2 separate regions of the Triticum aestivum genome follow, and region 2 is linked to region 1. A link is a contact called in public Hi-C data. All regions are on one chromosome and are shown on one strand. Each heading gives the region's core, a stretch centred on a gene start, on an enhancer-like site or on the middle of the called end of the contact. The rest is flanking DNA. Distances are from core to core; before and after follow the strand shown.

The links. A called contact is a pair of places that touch in the nucleus more often than the background predicts.
Region 2: a contact with region 1 is called in a Hi-C map of an unstated tissue, with 5 times the contacts expected there. The contact joins the promoter of LOC123164992 here to the promoter of LOC123170395 in region 1. A contact is called at or near these places in 2 of 5 Hi-C or Micro-C datasets (leaf and an unstated tissue).

The regions. Positions count from the first base shown.
Region 1 is chr7D:248,495,081-248,499,154 of IWGSC CS RefSeq v2.1, forward strand. LOC123170395 (glycine--tRNA ligase, mitochondrial 1) reads left to right here and starts at 1,533. Exons shown (of 9, transcript XM_044588256.1): 1 at 1,533-2,072; 2 at 2,667-3,049; 3 at 3,133-3,250. The coding sequence starts at 1,548.
Region 2 is chr7D:248,781,360-248,785,813 of IWGSC CS RefSeq v2.1, forward strand. It overlaps LOC123164992 (chitin elicitor receptor kinase 1), which reads left to right and starts at 1,597. Exons shown (of 11, transcript XM_044582614.1): 1 at 1,597-2,426. The coding sequence starts at 1,769.

The sequences.
Region 1 (4,074 bases), core at 283-2,782:
ATATCAGAGTGGAATCTATTTTTCTTAAAGGAGTGAAATAAACGAATGAAGTACGTCATTCTAAATAAAAAATTGAAAACGTTTGTTTGAATCGAGTGAACGAGTGGAGTCTGTTTTTTTAACGAGTGAAATATGTTGTTCTAAACAAAAGAATTTTTTCCTTTGAATATAATTGTAAATCAGGTTAGGGCCGTTTCCAGGGTGGTTAATCTTTCAGCACTTGTTGTTCGCCCGCTATGCATCTGCTTTGCTTTTCCTGCACTAATCGAGCAAAAGAAAGACATGTGAGACCGGGCTGGAAAATTCTAACACATGAGATGTAAACAGGCATCTCCCACGTTCCACTTAAGCACCCAGATCCATAAGTTGCCCATAAAATTATCGACATGCTAGGGGTTGAGGCCACAGAGAGATGATTATAGGTGGGCTCGTTGAATCGTACCCAAAAGAAACCGGAAACCACAGATCAAGTATAGTTTTAACCGGCTAACCTGTTAAACTCCGTTTCTGCAAAAGCCATCTCCTCTTCTCCATCTGCTTTTCCACAGGGCAAGGCTTGGAGCGAGGGGCATGCTTAATGATGTTTGCCCACCATCAAGATCCGTTATGCCATCCCTGTGACGAAGGCTGCTACCAGTTGAGCATGTACTCATACGAGCATTAATAGCGTCTGGCCCACTCCTGTGATGTATAACGCGACGTATTCAAGTGCGTCCGTAATTAACGCGTCAGGTATTACAAATGGGCCTATATTAAGTAGCCATCTTGATGCACAACAGGACGTCTCAGATTACGGCATCGCGTGGCCGCATGTCCCAAAAATTCACGTCCCAAATATATACCATATGAAACGGAAATCCAATTTGGCTCCCGGGAGCACGTGCTCCTGCCCGCGAAAAATGATTTTTAATATGTTAAAAAATCCCAACAATTTTTTTATGTATTTTATAGTCACATCCAAATGCTACCTGCAAAGTTTTAGGCAAAAAGGTTAAACATTTTGGCTTGTGCAAAAAAATAAAATTGAACACCACATATTACCCAAAAATGTCACCTCAAATTTGTTTTTTCACCGACGAAACACTAGTGCTTCACTTCGCATGAAAATTGTCAAGCATGCTTGTGACACTAACCCGAACATCCACAAAAAAATCAGATTTTTTTGGAAACATTTTACCACATTTTTTTTGGTATTGTTCATCCGTGAGCAAATGCTCCTCGGAGCCAAAACGCTTCCCCGTATGAAAATACGTTTCATGGCGAATCTAATGATATTGATTTGGTATTCTATATGTTGATATTTTTTTCCCTGTGCATTATCCCTGTGCTGCAAATCTTCACCGTCCGATACTATTGGCCCAACGGTCCAGATCACATCCCAACACACTGTCACTCTTGCGTAAACATCCCTCCAATGCGGAGTAGTATCACACACGAGGCACCTAACAAGCCAGGCCCGGATCACGCAGACACACTTCCACCGAACGGCAATAAGTTGGTAACACGAGGGTGGAAACGCACAACCGCCGCGACCTCGCACGCTGTCGATGGTGTTTATGCGATTCCGCCCCCAGCTTATCGCCTCCTCCCTCTCCCGAGCCCCTAAACCCAGCAGAACCCTAGCCCCACAGCCCCTCGCCGCCGCCGCTGCGCGCCGCCGCTCCCTCACCGCGACCCTCTCTTTCTCCTCCTCCTCCTCCATGGCCGGGGCAGCACCCTCGGAGGAAGCGCTCCGCCGGGCGCTGGCGGAGAGGCAGACGGCAGTGGACGCGCAGGCCGATGCCGTGCGGTCACTCAAGGCCTCCGGCGCCAAGGAGGGCGTCGACGCGGCGGTCGAGGCGCTGAAGGCGCTCAAGATCGAGGCTGGCGCGGCCGCGCGCAGGCTGCAAGCCGCCGTCGGGTCCGGCGGCGGCGCCGCGCGGGAGGAGATGCGGCAGACAGTGGTGAACACCCTCGAGCGGAAGCTCTTCTACATACCTTCGTTCAAGATCTACCGCGGCGTCGCCGGCCTGTACGACTACGGGCCGCCCGGGTGTGCGGTCAAGTCCAACGTCCTGGCCTTCTGGAGGCAGGTGAGTGAGGCCGCCAGCCCATCTCGAAATGTTGTGGTTTATTTTTCATGCTTGTATCGCAGTCGATGTTGCGTAGCTGCTGCGATTTGATGTAGGGGTATTTGGGTAGCGATGATTTACCACTTGCACCGTGGTTTATGTGGAACTTGGATATGGAATCTAGATATATTGAACAAGGAAGATAGTTACCCATGTTTCAGTAAAGAATCTAGATATGGAAACTTACAAGTGCACACCTCTAAAGGCGATTAAACAAGTTTTTTTTAGTTTTTACATATCACTTGCATTTTCTGCCACTGCAGTACTTGAATTACAATATGGCAATTTATTTATGACGAAGATTCCTGATGTCAGTTCATTAGTACTAGTTGGTAAATATGGATTTTGTCAGTTCATTTCTATGCCTGATATTGGTGGAGATCAGGGTTCAATTTGCTAGCTTGTATTGGTACGGTTCTGTTTCTTTCTGAATTATTTTCTGTGCTTGATGTTGGTTGGGTTTAGATAGTAATATATTTTATGTTGCTGTATTTTATGACACCATCTCGTGCAATTTGTTTTGGGAAGATGCTAATTTCTCCATTCCTTTTCCAGCATTTTGTTCTGGAGGAGAATATGTTGGAGGTTGACTGCCCCTGTGTGACACCTGAGGTTGTCTTGAAGGCATCAGGGCATGTCGAGAAGTTCACCGACCTCATGGTTAAGGATGAGAAGACAGGCACATGCTATCGTGCTGATCACCTGTTGAAAGATTTCTGCAAGGACAAGCTTGAGAAGGATCTCACCTTGTCCCCTGAGACGGCTGCCGAGTTTAAGCGCGTCCTTGCTGTGTTAGATGACCTCTCACCAGAGGAACTCGGTGCAAAGATCAAGGAATATGGCATTGTTGCCCCTGATACAAAGAACCCACTCTCTGCTCCCTACCCATTCAATCTTATGTTCCAGACATCAATTGGCCCAACAGGTCTTAGCGTGGGGTAAGAAGATTACCAGTCACCACATTAATCATTTTTTTGTGCTGAATTGACCAAACATGCTCATTTTGTGTGTGAACAAATAGGTATATGAGGCCAGAGACTGCACAGGGTATTTTTGTCAACTTCAAGGACTTGTACTACTACAATGGCCAAAAGCTTCCCTTTGCAGCAGCTCAAATTGGTCAAGCATTCCGCAATGAGGTCTGTGGTGTGTCACACCATGCTTTTAGCTTTCATTGGATTGTCAGTAAAACTGCCATTTCACTTGCTAATTCTTTGCATGTTTGCAACGTTATTATACTTCACTAACAGATTATTCTTCATATGATGATTCAGCACATAGTGTTTGCTTCCTGAATTTAATCAAATGTTCAATCTAGACTTATTTTTTTCATGGAATTTATGATTCTGTTGACTTAAGACTACTTCTGTTTTTATTTAAAATATTTATGCAACATGATTTTTAATGAATGATGGGTGTTCTTCATGTGGCAACCAAAGTTCAAAAAGGCGCTGGGCGTTACTTATGCGTTTTGTGACCTACTTGCGCACAGCCCGCTTATGCGTCGCCTAGGCGCGCGTAGGCGTTTCCACTGTAGCATGAAGAAATAAGGTAGATGGGCTGATCTGGCCCATTAAACCACTGGCCCATCTATTCCATTCTCCTACTAAAGCCTCCCATACGTGCACAGTCGACACAAAATTAGGGATCCTCCTCACGCGGCCTCTCTCCTTCCTCTCTGCCTTGCTGCACATGGGAACCAGTCAGCCAGTGAAGCTCGATTTCTCGCCGGAGATGCTTGATCCCTCGCCGGAATCAGTCGATTTCTCACCGGAGATGCTTGATCCCTCGCCGGAATCAGTCGATTTCTCACCGGAGATGCTTGATCCCTCGCCGGAATCAGTCGATTTCTCACCGGAGATGCTTGATCCCTCGCCGGAATCAGTCGATTTGTCGCTGGATTGGTCGAATCCTCGTCGGGGAGGATGGAACTTCACTGGGGAGGTCAAATCCTGGCCGGGGA
Region 2 (4,454 bases), core at 347-2,846, 290 kb after region 1:
GAGGAGAAGGCATGCCGTTGGGCTGAGGCGCAACGCAACGCCAAGACCAACGATGTGCTTTACATGGCGAAGTTCATCCAGGCCCATCGAGAGGTCGTCGTGTGGAATTTTTCATTCTTCGTCGAGAAGGAGGCGCATCGCAAGGAGAGAAAAGAGGAGGAGGAGGAGGATCACATGATCTTTTGCCAAGTTTGCTGAGTTGTTTGACCAGCTTGAGATGGAGCTCTCCAACGAGGAGGAGAAGGTGAAGGCGTCTACCGGCAGTGACCACGAAGCAGGCCCTTCCGGCGAAGGTGTGATCAACACCGACTCGGACTTCGATGCCTTCGACCCGTATTGTATGCGTACAAAAAAGCGTTGGATCCGTGATGGTCTACTGTGGCAGTGTCGCCGTAGTAGTGATGTTCTATCATAGTAGTGTGCAATTGTGTGTTTTTAATATTTAATGTTCAACATTTTATAGTAAACTTCGTAATTTTGAAATATGCAATGAATTATGTTCAAAATTCAAAATCGAGGGCATTAGTTTTAAGGCATTTGTTACAGAAAAAAATAGTGCTCTAAAACATGTTCTCATCACCTATAATCAATTTTAGGGTATCTGTTGAAGATGCTCTAATAATCAACCAACAAACCGGTCTTTGTCTCTCCCCCCCCCTCTCCAACACGCCATATATTTAGGGGATATAATTAGTTGGGGAATGTCAAGCTAGCGAAAAGCTCTGACATACTGGATATCACAGAACACATTCTCATTCATGCTAGCCGACTCAAGCTGTGCCTAAAGCCGCATAGACAAGAATAAAGAGAGTTCGGGTAGGAGCTGTCTCTAGTTTGGTAAAGAGAGGAAAGGCCCGCGACGATTATTCGGAAAAGATCAACATTTCATTATTGGACACTTGAGTTTTGTTGAATATAAACATGAGTTGATATTAAATTTCCTTGATTCCATTCCTCATTTCGACGATTTCGCTGACTAAAACAGACAACCAAGTAACCAACCACATCGTGCATGCGTCTCGATCACACAACGGCACTAATAAACCAGTCTTTATTTCTCTTACTCTCCGACACGCCATATAATTAGGGGATATAATTGGACGGGGAATGTAAAGCTAGCGAATCACAAACCACCGCATGAACGGCCGCCGTCCAGCTTTGCTCCAGATGGTAGTTCCAGAGCACACGACGCCGCCGTCGGCGCCCAAGTCCCAAACAATCCCCGAAATGAATAGCTCCAAATGTCACCGGCCGACGTGCCTACGGCCGGGGGGAGGTTCCGGAGGCAGCATACATGTATACCTCGAGAGTTGCTTTGCCATGAATTATTCTAGTAATACTAATTTAATCCAGAAGCGAACGTGTAATCGCATTACAATAGTGCATCAGGTTAGAGCCTAATAATCTCGCAATTAGCAGTACGCGCGACGGGAACATTCCCCCCGGATGGGATGGGACACCACCCCGTGCCCAGCGCAGCGGGACCTCAGGAATTCGTAGCACGCTTCGTTTGACCGCGCGGCAACAGCAGCCGCCGCGCTTCGCTTCCCTGGCACGACCGCGTCCACCTCCCGCTGGCTGTTTCGCCCAGACCCGCCAGTGAAACGCCGTGGCCTAACTGCCGAGTGCCCGCGACGAGTCAAACTCCCCGACGCGTCAGCGTCTTCTCCCCTCGCTCCCAGCCCATCCCCTCTGGCTACAGACTGTCGAATGGTGCCAAGCTTCCTCCGCCCCTCCCGCTAGGGTTCCGGCTCCGCGCCACGCCGCCATGGAGGCTCCGCTCCTCCCCCTGCTCCTGCTCTTCCTGGCCGCCGCGGCGGGCCCGAACGCGGCCACCGCAGCGAGGGACGGCTGCACCTCGGGCTGCGACCACGCGCTGGGCTCCTACTACGTCGCGTCCAACCAGAACGTCACCTACATCGCCAGCCTCTTCGGGTTCTCCGACTACCGAGTGCTCGGCAAGTACAACCCCGGGATCCCCAACCTCGACTTCGTCGCCGCCGGGGACCGCCTCAACGTCCCCTTCCCCTGCCAATGCATCGCGCCGCCGTCCGCCCCGGCCTCCACCTTCCTCGCCGCCCCTATCCGCTACGACGTCCACACCGGAGACACCTACATCAGCATCGCCGACCAATTCAACAACCTCACCACCCCCGCCTGGCTGCAGGCCACAAACACCTACCCGGCCAACAACATCCCCGACGTCGGCTCCGTCAACGTCACCGTCAACTGCTCATGCGGCGACCCTGGGATTTCCACCGCTTACGGCCTCTTCCTCACATACCCGCTCAGGGACAGAGAGACCCTCGCCTCTGTCGCCGCCAATCATAGCTTCTCGTCGCCGGAGCAGATGGACCTGCTCAGAAAGTATAACCCCGGGATGGATGGTGTCACCGGGAGCGGCATCGTGTATATCCCAGCCAAAGGTCAGGCTTCACAACTCCATCGTATATAGATTTAGCTGACTCAACTGTGGCGTGCAGTTTCAGTTTAATTGAATTGAATTCAAATAGTGCTGCTATTCGAATTGAATTGTGGGGATAAATTGCTCTAGAGAAGTGCGGTGTGCAGTTTTATGCTCAGTTGTAGAGTGATATTGGTGCTCTGTTCAAAATTCCTAACGAAGTTATAAAATGGGCACCAGAAACCGTTTTGGATTCTCAAGTTCGATCTATATTAATGATTGTGGGTGTAGAATGAACCGATTGGACTCTGGTTATGATGCCGGCGGCATATATTTCTTCCTTCATGTACCATTTTGTTCCAACATATTGATTGATATTGTTCTATGTTGCTGATTCTGTGGGTTGGGTCATGCCAATTCTGCATACTAGACTATACCCCGCACATTGCCACGGAATTGGATATATAGTTTCTAAATATTGTCTAGAATACTAGTTAAGTCCTTACATTTAAACTATGTGAGAAATTTCTGCATAAGCAAAAAAAAAAACTTAACATGAGAAGTTGTGCATGTCACAATTAAATGCAATTTGATTAAAAACCCACTTAAAATGTGCTAATGCATGTTGCATAGTATAGGATTCTCATGCGTAGATCAGACAGATGCTGGTGGATCAAGCTAGTAAGTCTACAAAAATGCTAAAAAACTGACGTCAGATTTTTAGCATGGCAAGTCGAACGTTTTTCATGGCAATTTATGTTGGCGTGAGGATGTCAAATCTGGTTGGCGAGCACGGTAATTTCTGGCAAAAAAATAAACTGAGGCGGATTTGCCATGCTCACCAACTAAACTTGCCACCCTCGGTAAACATAATTTGCCGTGAAAAAACTTTCAGTTTGCCATGCCTAAAAATCTGACGTTTGCTGGATATTCGGGTCCTAAATCTAACGACTACAACAATTTTGATGATGTGGAAGCACACATGTTCAGATAACTAGAAGTAGTGGGGATCACTCTTTTAGGTTTATAGGATACGGTAACTTTAGTAAGAAAATTGCCTAATATTTCTGGGGACCCAAACGATCTTTGCATAATTCGTGAATAGTGCTGCTATTCAAATTGAATTGTGGGGAATTCGGTTAAATTTTAGCTTTTGTTTAGCTGACTGAAAAGGAGTATTGGGGACTAATTGTCATACTAGGGAAGTGTTATGCAGTTTCATGCTCAGTTTTAGAGTGATACAGGTGCTCTATTCAAATCTTATTATGAGGTTTTGGATTGTTAATTGTTCGTAGTTCCAGCTATATTAATGTTTGTGAGTAGCAAATAAACTGATTGAACTCTGGTTATGGTGCTGACCCCACATATTTCTTTCTTCATGTGCCATTTTGTTACCACATACAACAAGCCTTTAGTCCCAAACAAGTTGGGGCAGGCTAGAGGTGAAACCCATAAGATCTTGCGACCAACTCATGGTTCTGGCACATGTATAGCAAGCATCCACGCACCCTTGTCCATGGCTAGTTCTTTGGTGATACTCCAATCCTTCAGATCTCTCTTTACGGACTCCTCCCATGTCAAATTCGGTCTACCCCGACCTCTCTTGACATTATCCGCACGCTTTAGCCGTCCGCTATGCACTGGAGCTTCTGGAGGCCTGCACTGAATATGTCCAAACCATCTCAGACGATGTTGGATAAGCTTCTCTTCAATTGGTGCTACCCTAACTCTATCTCGTATATCATTATTCCGGACTCGGTCCTTCCTCGTGTAGCCACACATCCATCTCAACATACGCATCTCCGCCACAGCTAACCGTTGAACATGTCGCCTTTTAGTCTGCCAACACTCAGCGCCATACAACATTGCGGGTCGAACCGTCGTCCTGTAGAACTTGCCTTTTAGCTTTTGTGGCACTCTCTTTTCACAGAGAATGCCAGAAGCTTGGCGTCACTTCATCCATCTGGCTTTGATTTGATGGTTCACATCTTCATCAATACCCCCATCCTTCTGCAGCATTGACCCCAAATATTGAAAGGTGTCCTTCTGA